Linked DNA regions of Mus musculus: all the other regions are linked to region 1. A link is a contact called in public Hi-C, HiCAR-type and HiChIP or PLAC-seq data. All regions are on one chromosome and are shown on one strand. The core of a region is the stretch at or near the end of the contact, and the rest is flanking DNA. Distances in the headings are between cores, read along the strand shown.

The links. A called contact is a pair of places that touch in the nucleus more often than the background predicts. HiCAR-type assays count read pairs that join an accessible place to other places. HiChIP or PLAC-seq counts read pairs in DNA pulled down with a chosen protein or histone mark.
Region 2: an H3K27ac HiChIP or PLAC-seq map of oligodendrocyte precursor cells shows a contact between it and region 1, with 6 times the contacts expected there. The contact joins two enhancer-like sites. A contact is called at or near these places in 1 of 15 datasets of contacts at CTCF or cohesin (large pre-B cells), 1 of 484 Hi-C or Micro-C datasets (bone marrow-derived macrophages) and 19 of 115 datasets of contacts at active chromatin or transcription factors (the 230-238 cell line, astrocytes, bone marrow-derived macrophages and 14 more).
Region 3: a HiCAR-type map of Th17 cells shows a contact between it and region 1, with 4 times the contacts expected there. The contact joins two enhancer-like sites. A contact is called at or near these places in 1 of 15 datasets of contacts at CTCF or cohesin (large pre-B cells), 6 of 484 Hi-C or Micro-C datasets (CD4 T cells, the G1E-ER4 cell line, Sertoli cells and 2 more) and 9 of 115 datasets of contacts at active chromatin or transcription factors (Th17 cells, effector CD8 T cells, embryonic limb bud and 6 more).
Region 4: a contact with region 1 is called in a Hi-C map of embryonic fibroblasts, with 3 times the contacts expected there. The contact joins two enhancer-like sites. A contact is called at or near these places in 2 of 15 datasets of contacts at CTCF or cohesin (large pre-B cells and pro-B cells), 5 of 484 Hi-C or Micro-C datasets (CD8 T cells, bone marrow-derived macrophages, cortical neurons and 2 more) and 7 of 115 datasets of contacts at active chromatin or transcription factors (differentiating embryonic stem cells, embryonic basal ganglia, embryonic forebrain and 4 more).

What each region holds. Positions count from the first base shown.
Region 1 is chr4:32,054,009-32,056,708 of GRCm38.p6, reverse strand. No RefSeq gene overlaps it. Among named protein-coding and RNA genes, the nearest start is that of Map3k7, 91 kb to the right of the region's middle. Within about 2 kb of position 1,393, at least 122 of the 459 cell types and tissues checked have an H3K27ac peak or open chromatin away from gene starts, as enhancers often do. A contact at or near this core is called in Th1 cells, Th17 cells, embryonic fibroblasts and 3 more, where this site is marked.
Region 2 is chr4:32,505,896-32,508,595 of GRCm38.p6, reverse strand. The region is part of intron 2 of Bach2 (BTB and CNC homology, basic leucine zipper transcription factor 2); the gene reads right to left. Among named protein-coding and RNA genes, the nearest start is that of Bach2os, 64 kb to the left of the region's middle. Within about 2 kb of position 1,380, at least 46 of the 459 cell types and tissues checked have an H3K27ac peak or open chromatin away from gene starts, as enhancers often do. A contact at or near this core is called in forebrain and oligodendrocyte precursor cells, where this site is marked.
Region 3 is chr4:32,334,430-32,337,129 of GRCm38.p6, reverse strand. It overlaps a transcript of Bach2 not described here. Among named protein-coding and RNA genes, the nearest start is that of Bach2, 82 kb to the left of the region's middle. Within about 2 kb of position 1,264, at least 46 of the 459 cell types and tissues checked have an H3K27ac peak or open chromatin away from gene starts, as enhancers often do. A contact at or near this core is called in Th1 cells, Th17 cells and memory CD8 T cells, where this site is marked.
Region 4 is chr4:32,464,852-32,467,551 of GRCm38.p6, reverse strand. All of the region lies in intron 1 of Bach2 (BTB and CNC homology, basic leucine zipper transcription factor 2), which reads right to left. Among named protein-coding and RNA genes, the nearest start is that of Bach2, 49 kb to the right of the region's middle. Within about 2 kb of position 1,366, at least 38 of the 459 cell types and tissues checked have an H3K27ac peak or open chromatin away from gene starts, as enhancers often do. A contact at or near this core is called in embryonic fibroblasts, where this site is marked.

The sequences.
Region 1 (2,700 bases), core at 144-2,643:
GGTACCGAACCCAGATGAAGATGTGCAGTTCTGGGCTACATTTCCACGAGTGGGACTAACGTCAGCAGGCTTATGCTATCTGAGCTTCCAAAGGATTCTAGGATCTAAGCAAGCAGGGCTCAACCCAGAGGCACTGAGGAGGAGGGCCACTCCCCTGATGAGAACCAGAGTTGTCAGAACTGAGTGCAGAGATCAGATTTTCCCAGCCCTTTCTCTTTATCTGGAGCACAGTACCCCGTCCACCCCCACCCCAACCCCACCCTGAGCACACACACACCTTCACTTGGGATCAGAGCCCAACCATTACTGAATTCCTTGGTCTTCAGGCTGGCCCCATCTGACCCAGTGTCCCCTGGACTGGAACTTATAGAAGACTCCTGTTTGGTGGACGTGGCTAGGCATACCTGCATTTGGACTTCATCAAAGCATTCTGAACTAGAACTTAGGATCGGTAGGCACAAGGGACAGGATTCTGTCACAGGGTCCTGTGTTTTATATATGTATGCATTGAGACAACAACAGTTTTCACTCAGGCAGACTCGGTTTAAAATTCAAGTGCTTGGAACAAGCGCTAGTTGTTATTGAGTGAATGAGGTAATCTTCATAGAGAGTTCGGCACAGCACTTACTGTTTATGTAGTACGTACTAATACTTATAATACTAATAATTATAACTCTGCTTGGGGCATACGTTCCCAGAGTAGCTTGCTCAATTACCCTCAGAGATGTTCTCCTCTGGAACAAGGTTCTTAGGATCCAGTTGGGGGAAATTTTTGCTCCTAGAGAGAGAGAGAAATGGCTCATTGCTGAAGAATGCTTGCTATTCTTCCGGGGAATCCCATTTTTCCGAGAGATTCTAATTTAGTTCCCAGCACTCGTGCCTTGCTGCTCAAAACCTCCTGTATCTTCAGTTCCAGAAACGCTAGCAACCTCTTTTGCTATCCATGGTCACGCACACACATGTGATGTACATACACACAAAAACATACATTTTAAAAATCGCTTCTAGGAAATTCCCTACTTCTGAATCGGGATTTTCCTTTGAACATCTGGTCCCGACAGGGAAGTGATTTGGATGCTGGTGACCTGGATGGAGCTCGTAGAATGAACCCACTGATCCAGGGTGCCGGAAGTCAAGCTTTTTTCTCAAATCCCTATAGTCAATTTCCCAGAAGGCTCCACGGTGTTATCTCCCCAGCAAAACGATGAAGCCTCTGGAAGGGGCTGGAAGTGCAGTGGAAAGTCCAAGTGGCCCAAAACATCGAATCAGACACCAGAAACCCGAAGTTATGGAAGACAAAAAAGAAACAAAAACAAAGCCAGCCTCATTAGTAGCGCTGGCTGTCGCTACCCTGTCAATAAAGGGCCTTTGAAAGTCTGTGCTTGTACTGCCATCTAGTGGCTAGAGAAGGCATGGCTGGAGCCGGTAAGGTCCCGGGCCGTGCTATGTGAAGGTGGTTCATCTTCCTCTTGAAGAATTTATGGATAGGCATATTGTCGGAAGCTTTTAATGATTATTCTCTAATTTTGCTTCATAGTGTCTGCAAATCACTGACAAATTTGTATGAGAATCATAGAACAGGGGCAGTTTACGCATCCGGCGGTCCAGTTGGGGTCTAGTTGGCAGAGTGTCTTTGGGGAAGGGAAAAAGCCCCGTTTCTCTTGGAGCACGGGAATCCGCAGAAGCAACGGCGTTGCCTCAGTAGCTCCGTGCTGGCCTAGCGTGAAGGAGGCCACTCACTATCTCCAGGTAACATCTTTGTGTCCTCAGCCCTCTGGTCTCTGACTTACTTGTAAATGCATGTCCCTTGCTTCCCTTTTAACTCCTGCTATCACGTTTAAAAATCCCTCATTTGAGTCCTGAGGGCTAGCAGAAAGAATGGAAACAGGCAACCTCAGGAAATAGGAGGTTAGGGGGACCCCCCAGAATATACCAGAGACCTGGGAAGTGAGAGACTCCCAGCACTCAAAGGGAGGGACCTTAGATGAAATGCCTGACAGTAGGGAGAGGAAACTTATAGAGCCCCCCCTCCAGCAGGAAGACAGGACATCAAGTGAAAGATGGGGTTGCCATTCCACAGTCACATCTCTGACCCATAATTGTTCCTGTCTGAAAGAATTACAGGGATGGAAATGGAGAGGAGCCTGAGGAAAAGAAGGTCCAGTGACAGGCCCAAAGTGGGATCCAGCTCAAGGGGAGATCCCAAGGCCTGACACTATTACTGAGGCTGTGGAGCGCTCATAAAAAGGGACCTATCATGACTGCCCTCTGAAAGACCCAGCAAGCAGCTGAAAGAGTCAGATGCAGATATTTGCACCCAACCAATGGGTTGCTGCTGACCCCTGTTGTTGAATTAGGGAAGGCTGAAAGAAGCGTAGGAGAATGGTGATCCTGTAAGAAGACTAGCAGTCTCAATTAATCTGGACCCCTGAGATCTCTCAGATACTGAACCACCAGCCAGGCAGCATACACCTACTAATATGAGGCCCTCAACACACATACAGCAGAGGACTTCCGGGTCTGTGTTCATTCAGAGATGATGCACCTAACCATCAAGAGACTGTAGTTTAGACGTCAGGTGGGGTGGGGGATGGGGACATTCATGTGGAGACATGGGAGTGGGGAGGAGGTGTGGGATATGAAACAGTCGGAGGGGGGATGAAGGGTGAATAAAACATGGACTGTAAAAAAAATGAATTA
Region 2 (2,700 bases), core at 131-2,630, 450 kb before region 1:
CCCATTGTGTCACCACTGTCCTCTAGGCTCCTTTGCTCTGCTCCTTTGAACATGCAAGACATCTTAGAATTAGGGGTGCTGACAAAATTGAGCCCCACACTTGCTCTGTTGCCTTTTCTGCAGCTCCTTTCCTGATAGGCTTTGCCTCCCATTTCCAAGATCTTTTCCTGCTTCCCAGCCCAAGCATCTCCCCTCAATTCCTGGCCAGCCACACTAGTTTTCTCTCACTCCAGCATGAACCTAGGAAATGTCAAGGACCAGAAACCTGTAACACAGGGTTAGACTCACAGAGCAATCATGCAGGTCTGCCCCACCACTCAGAGAAGGCTATACTTGGCAGAGCTGAGTCTGCTCCTTGGTCAGTAGATTCCATCCTCTCCTGGGTACCCAGGGACATCCGTTTTGTTTCCTGCATAATCAATCAATGTTTCTTCTTCTGGAAATTTTCCATTAGCTTGAATATTGGGGTTGCTTAGCTCTACTGTAGTTACAAATCAAAGATTTTTTTTTTCTTTTTTTCTTCCTTTTCTTTTTGAGATGGAGGCCTTACTATTGCCTAGCTGGGTTCAAGTGATCTTGCAGGTCTGCTCTACCTCACTCCGTTTGAACGGCTCAGCACTCCTGTCAGAATGTGATCTGATGAAATAGAGAGGTTCCTGTTTGCAGAAGGCACCTACGAATACAGTCCTTGCATCTGGTCACAGTGCTGGGTGTGAGTGACGAATGAGTGCATAGCTTTACCTGGGACACCTAACCCAACCCCTCAAGGCTCAAGGAATACAGGAGAAGAGGGAGCAGAAAGAATATAAGTGTCAGGTGATGAGGGAGCATCTTTGCCGTCCAGGTACGACACGGCCGATGGAGATCCGCACAAGGGTGGGTCCTCCAACCCTTCCTCATGAGGGGTTTCATGAGGCCCTGCTCTTCCTGAGGGGACAATGACTGTTAATGATTGCTGGTGGGGTGGAGTGGGTAGCATCTTATGCTCAGAGGGGCAAAGAAGAGGGATGAGAAGAGGCTCATGGAGGCTGAATATGATTAGAATACATGGTATATACATATGAAATTGTAAAAATAAAAGTAGTGTTTTGAGCCAGATGGTTGTCCTCCAACGTGACTCAGGGATTCAGGCTTCAGCTTCTCTAAGTTCTTGGACACCTTCATTGATGGGAAAAAGGATCCGGACCTACTTTTAGCAGCCTCAGAGTAGAAGTGACAAATTAGTCCATCATCACGCCACTGGCTGCACTCAGCCACACGGCCTACTTGGTTATGAGTGTAGCTTTTCTTTGTGTGTCCAGGAAGGGAAGGGAAAGTGGGTGTGGCAAACTTTGGCATTGTTGGCCATGGTGTGCAAGCGTGCTGGAGTCTTTCCCTATCTGACAGATAAGCTATTTCCCTCCAGCTCCTGGCCCAGTTCTCTGCTTGCTTTAATTAGTGCAGCCTTACAGTCAGCTGAAACGAGGCATTCTTTCCTGTGGAACACAGGTGGGTCTGTTTTCCGCTTCAACTGCATCTGCCTGCCAAGTGCTCAATGAAGTCACAGGCAGCATCCACATCTACTTGTTGAATGGCCTTCAATCCTCCCATGTTCCAATTCCTAACTCTGGGTTAGATTTTGCCCATGGATTTAATGGGCATATAAAACCTGACAATAAACGCTTCTACTTGGATGCCAACAGGCACCTCAAACTTCATACATACACACACAGGACTCCCCAGTCCTGACCAACCCTCCTCACCTACAATCTTACTCACTCAACTGATCTCAGCTAATGGTAACACTATTCTTTTACTGTTTTTGGAGAATCTGGCACTCACGTACGTCTGTACCACTGCCAGGATCCTCATGCTATGTCTTAACTACACCAGGGTCTATCTCTACTCTGGTGCTCCCTTGGGCCTTCATCTATGTACATGTACACGACACAGACATCAGAATAACCTCTTGTGAAACTCTTCAGTGGCTTCTCTGTTTATTCTGTGCAAAGGCCAAGTGTTTAGTAGGGTCACAGTCTGGCTTTATCACCTCTCTGACAGAATGAATGTGGCTCCATGCCACCCTTCCTTTGGTACCGTGTCAGGCATTTGGGACTTGCAGTCACTGGACCCTTCTCTGTTACTCCTCTGCCCCACTTCCTCGCTCACCCACTGACTTTCCAGCTGCCAACATGGCTGATCCTTCACCTTCTGCCTATGTGTCATCTGAAGTCACCCTTGCCACAGGCCTTTCTTGACTTTCCTGTTTAAGATCTCAGTATCCGTGACGGGACATTCCATGGCTCTCTCCTCTCTTTCACTTTCCCTGCAGTTTCCTACCTACTGGATTATAAGTGACAATCACCCAGATCCTAGAATGGTCCTTCCTGGTGCATGGTAGGGCCTGGATGAATGTTTGTTTAATGAATGGGTAAATGTTTGAGGAAATAGTCCAAGGAGGTTGACTGCTTGAGCCTTCACACACAGAGGTCCAGACTGTGCTCTGTCCAATGGCTCCCCTTTATGTTTTTTCAGGTGAGTGCTGGTGAACAGGGGAGCTGGAAGGGCTGGCTCTGTGCTCAGGGGTGGGTGCTTTGCCTTTCTTACTGTGTCCCACAAAACATCCTCTTCCTCTACAGGCTCACGAAGGCTGAAGGCAGAAGGCACCCTGTGCTTTAGCATTTTAAAAAAAGATTTATTTATTATTTTATGTATACGAGT
Region 3 (2,700 bases), core at 15-2,514, 280 kb before region 1:
GTTGGGCTCAATTTAAAAACTGCAGACAGGACATTACATTATGACAACTTCATCAATACACTCGGTTCTTTGTCACTCCGGTAACCAACTTTGAAAATTCCTGTGTGACGCAGCTTTCCCTCCACCCTTAAAATAACACTATAGTAATGGCTTTTCTTTTCTTTTTCTTTTTGGCAAAAAAATATCCTGAGAAATTGCTCCCCTGCTGTATTTAAAGCAGAAAGGAAGAGGGCTACCCCACCCACCTCCGTGCTGACACATTAGCTAACAGCTTTATTTATCACTGCACTCCTGGCTGCCCCAGCCCCTAGAATAGAAAGTAAAGTAGACACAAACTGAGCTCAGCTCCAGCATACATGTAGCTCTGGAGCTATAACCATCCAGGGCTTCCGTCTGCAGCCTTCTCCAGGTGCTCCAAGTCTTAGTGATCCTCCGAGAGAACATCTACTCTAACTTCTGAACTTACTCTCAAATATACTTTGCAGCTTTTGCTTGATTTTACCATAATGCTCATAAAAGGTTAGAAATTACTATTTAGAGGCAGTGTTCTTACTAGAAACTTAAGAGATAGCAAGAATGACAGAAATTAATAGTCCCTTGTAAGGTGTCACAAAACAGGCAGGAGGGCAAATGTGCAGTCCCAGTTTGCTCATTATGAAACATAGAAGCTAGATTTTTAGAGTCATGACCTAGCCAAGTTCTCTGTCCATTCCTACGGCAGTGGCTAATACCTGCTGCAGTGGCGACCTTATCAAGTGCTCTCACTTACAAGGTTCAAGGGTTAAGTGCTCAATGTACACGGTGTCTCTATTAGTACTTTAGGGAGGCTGGGTTAAGGGAACGTCTAGAGACTTTGGTGTTAGAGCTGGGATGGAGTTCTCAGATACACACTGTCCCCGTTAAGGACCAGCTGACTGAAGGGGCATGGGGTGGGCGTGGTTACTAAGTGTGAAATCAAAGCAATAGGTACAATTACATTGTTTTTAACTTGAGTCTGTTTCATACATATAGCTGGCCTTCCTCTACATTAAGAACATGGTCCTGTAAACAAACAAACAAACAAAAATCATTAATCCTTCTGGAGGGAAAAAAAAACACAATTGGAGGAGAGCTAAGGTCCCCTTAAATAACAGCTCAAGTCCGTGGTGAGCACCGCCGTCTGAAGGCTTGGGTGTGGCCACCTGAGAGACACAGAGAAACTTAAGAGGCAAATGTACCGACAATAGAGTCTGTCTGTGGAAAGCACCTTCTGTTCTGACAGGAAGAATCTGTCACAGTGAAAATAGATCGGGTCAACAGCATCTGAGGGATACATGAGTGGGGTTCCGGTCTATCCTGTTTGCCATGGCGCCGTGGCACACGCGTGAACCTGCACACACATGCGCACACACCCGCACACACCCCTGTTCTCTGTTATTTGGTCAAAAAAGGAAATAAAACATTTTCACCCAAAGTATAACAAGGGCTGAGAGCAGCTGGAAGAAAACAGCAAAACTGGCCGAGGGCTCCCAGCAGGCTGTTCTGCGGGAGGCAGGACAACCCCAACCTGGGAGTTCAGCCTCACACACATAGAGTCATTCATATGAGTTCATACAGATAGGGGTCATTTTGACCAAACTCATAGATGCCAGACTGACAGGTAAAGTTAAACTGTTGCCGACCAATTTGTACTAAGAAATATACTCTCCCAGAGGGACAGAACGCTGTCCTCAATTGTCTTCTGTAAATTAAGCCATTTACTGAACACCTACTTACTACAGTTGGTTCAGGGTCTATCTGGGCAACATTACACTTAATTCTGGCAGCAAACTTTGGGGTGCTGTAAACTGGGGTGGAGGTAGAGGATTTGCTGGGAGGTGCAAGGAGGCTCCTGGCTGATGTCAGTGGTCTAGACAACATCAGCTCAGAAGATGCTGACCATGAAGGCCAGAGGTCATAGGTTATCATCATTAAGCCTAATGATATACAACTAATGATATATTGGCAACGCATATGACAGTCGGTCTGCAATCATCAGGGACAACCTAAAAATTTACAGTACCTGCCCCCAGCTCCTTTTGAGGGCTGTCACACACACCAGAAGCCAACTGATTGTATCTGACATTATCAACATCTAAAATGTCGTGTTATCTACCTGTGCTTTTATTTCTCTACACACGGGTTTATCTAAGAATGGGTCCCTAACTTCTGGGATTTTTATACATAGCTATTTCAGCCATTTTATGTTAACATGATAGTTTCAGTTTCAGATGACATTTCCTGTACGTTTCCCTGTGATTCAAATTTTGAGGGTGTTAAGGAATTGGTACCTAGGCATTGATTCATTTGTGTCTATTACAAGTACATATGTAAATACACATGGTAAAAAAAAAAGACTCGCCATATTGTATACTTAAGTACAATCAAAACAGACCCTGGTGATTTATAAACTTATTCTAATAAGCAGAATCTAAGAATATTGTTAGTAATATTTTTAGAGTTTTTTTTAACTCTAAAAAGTTAGTAATGAGCAGACATGGTGGGGCAGACCTTTAATCCCAACACTCAGGAGGCAGAGACAGGCTTATCTCTGCGCCTTCAAGGCTAGCCTGGTCTACAGAAACTTTCGAAAGTGAGGTGAGGGGGGATCTCTCTCTCTCTCTCTCTCTCTCTCTCTCTCTCTCTCTGTTTTCAGCAGAAATAAATAATAAATACAAACCA
Region 4 (2,700 bases), core at 117-2,616, 410 kb before region 1:
TGGCAACTTCCCATCCTCCAAGGCTCCCACTGTGACGGACCAGTGTCCTCAGAAGCCACAAGCTGACACAACTCTTATTCCTGTAAGCTGCCTCTATGAGGCTTTTTGTCTCGGAGGTGAGAAAAAGAACAAACCATGTTTTCCCACAGTGGTCAATCTTATAGACTTTCTCTTTAAACTTCAGAGGGCTGAATTACATATTCTCATAAAAGAATGTATTTCATTATGTTTTAAAATTTTATTTATAGAAATCTGAGTGAAATGGACTTCATGATTCCTTTTAAGCAACCACATTATATATCAAAATGCACTTCCCTGATTTTTATTGATCAAGTAAGCTAAACTTTTCTGCTTATTTTGATTTTTTTTTTTAAAAACCACATGCTCTTTGCATTTATAATATTAGTTGTATCTCTGTCACTGTGAAGAAAATACTTAAGATAAAACAACCCAAAGGAGGGAAGATATATTTTGGCTGACATTTTCAAGAGATTCAGTCTACAATCACTTAGCTCCATTGTCTCTGTGTGAGGTGTGACATCACGGCCAGTGGACACGTGTTGGAAGTGAAACAAGGATTCCTATCTGATGGTGGCCAGTGGGGAGAGTAAGGGAAAGTGGGAGGAGGGGAAGGAAGGAAAGGGGATGGGGAAGGGGGATGAGACAGGAGGAGGAGGAGGGTGAGGAGGAGGGTGAGGGGAGGGGAGGGGGAAGGAGTGTGAAGAGGAGGACGGTGAGGAGGAGTAGGAGAGCCAGGAGGAGGAGGGTGAGAGGGAGGATGGTAAGGAGGAAAGGGGGGAGAAGAAGGGGAAGGGGGAGGGGGAGGAAGAGGTGGAGGGGGAGGAGGAAGATGAGAAGTATGGTAAGGGTGAGAAGGTGAAGAGGAGGAAGGTGAGGAGGAGAATGGTGGTGTGGGAGAGGGTTGAAGAGGAGGGGGAGGAGAAGGAGAAGAAATGGAAGGAGGGGAGGGGAAGGAAGAAGACATATAGATATACAAGACACAGACTTTGATATGCAGAGTCTCTCTTTTTGTCTCTCTCTCAAGTGCACCCCCAACACACACACAGACTCTTTTCTAGGCACCCACGTAGTTGATCCATGCCCGTTGCTCCTCCAGTTTTAAGTTAAGAGCAGTTGACAATGACAGTGCTGGCTTTTGACTGGAATGGGGCCATGAAGGTCATAAGAGAAGCAGGGAGGCTTGCCTGGAAGTGTTAGCTACGGTGCAGCTTGGGGTCAGACATTCATATAAGCTTGGCGAGCAGAGGCTGGGCGTGGCACCTATTTGGAAGGCAGGGCTGATGGTGTGTAGCTGGCAGACTAGACGTGGAGTGTAAGAGAATGAAAATACAAGGATGACTCTGAGAACTGCGGCATGAGTAATCATCTGAACGGGCACTGCTTACTAAAAGGGAAAATTCCAAGGAGCACGTTCAGCGCCAAGAATAAACTAAGTTGTTGCTTTCTGGTAGCTGACTCAAGCACTCACATCTTTGAGCTCTCTCATAAGCTGGTCACATTCGCGGTCCATTGAATGTTATCTATCCCAGTGCCACGCTGCTGCACCTGCCACTTCCACACCTGAAGTGTCCTTCCCACTCTCCTCTACCTTGAAAACACTTGCTCATCTGTCAGGAATAATCTCAAATGTCAGCTCTTTCTGGCTACCTTTCCGATTCCTGCGGGCACAGTTGGGGGTTTCAAGCTGGAGCTACACTACCCAGCCACAGAACCACAGAGATGCGTACTTGTCTGTCTCTGCCACCCAAGGGGTGAGTTCCCTAGGGCAGAATCCCATTTTCCTTCTGGTTTCTTTTACTGTATCAGAACACCTACAACAAAGATGGGCATTCAGTGAATACTGGCTGTCTCCAACATTCCATGTCTTATGTCATACTTTCCTCTAGGTACCTGGGCATGCAGCAGGAACAAAGCGAGGGAACATGTCTCAGGGAGCACTTACCCTCAGGAGAAACATCAATATACAGACAGTTTCCCAGCAGAATGTGATAGAGAGAAAAGTGTAGGCATGACAAGAGAGTGGATGAACTCGGGATGGGGTCTTGCATTTGGCATCTTGGTCACAGTAAGTCCCTTGAGCAGATTCTGTGTGACTCGAGTGAGCAGACCATGTAGATTTCAGAGAGCAAAATAAGTGGCTTGTTCAACAACTTTATAGAATGAGCAGGCTTGACACTATGCTAACCTTCCAGAGTGGCTGGAGGTCATGGACAGAGAGGGTTACAAAGGTGAAGCGCTGGCAGGGTACGTGGAGGTTTGCGAGTAGTCTGAAGTCTATGTATAACAATAGTGGGTGAGTTGTATAGGATTTCATTTATGCTTCAAAATGATCACTTTGATGTTTAAGTGGAATGGGCTGGCAGGGAGGCATGGTGGAAGCTCCTGGGTAGTATTAGCAAACGGTCTAGCTGATGGATCAGAAGAGGGAGGAAACAGCAAAAAAGATGGCAAAGTGGCCGGGTTCCACAAGTGCTTAGAAAGTGCGACTGGTAAGATGTGCTAATGAGTAGGTGGAGGAAGTAAAGGAATAGAGTTAATGATGGCTCTGAGAAGTTCCAAGTAAGTGACCAGATGGCCCGGGGTGGCTTTGGTGAACGGGAAACCCCAGGGAGAGGCTCGGGTTTGGGAGTGAGAGGAGGTGTGCTCAGACTCAACATCCCATGGATGGCCCTAGGAAGG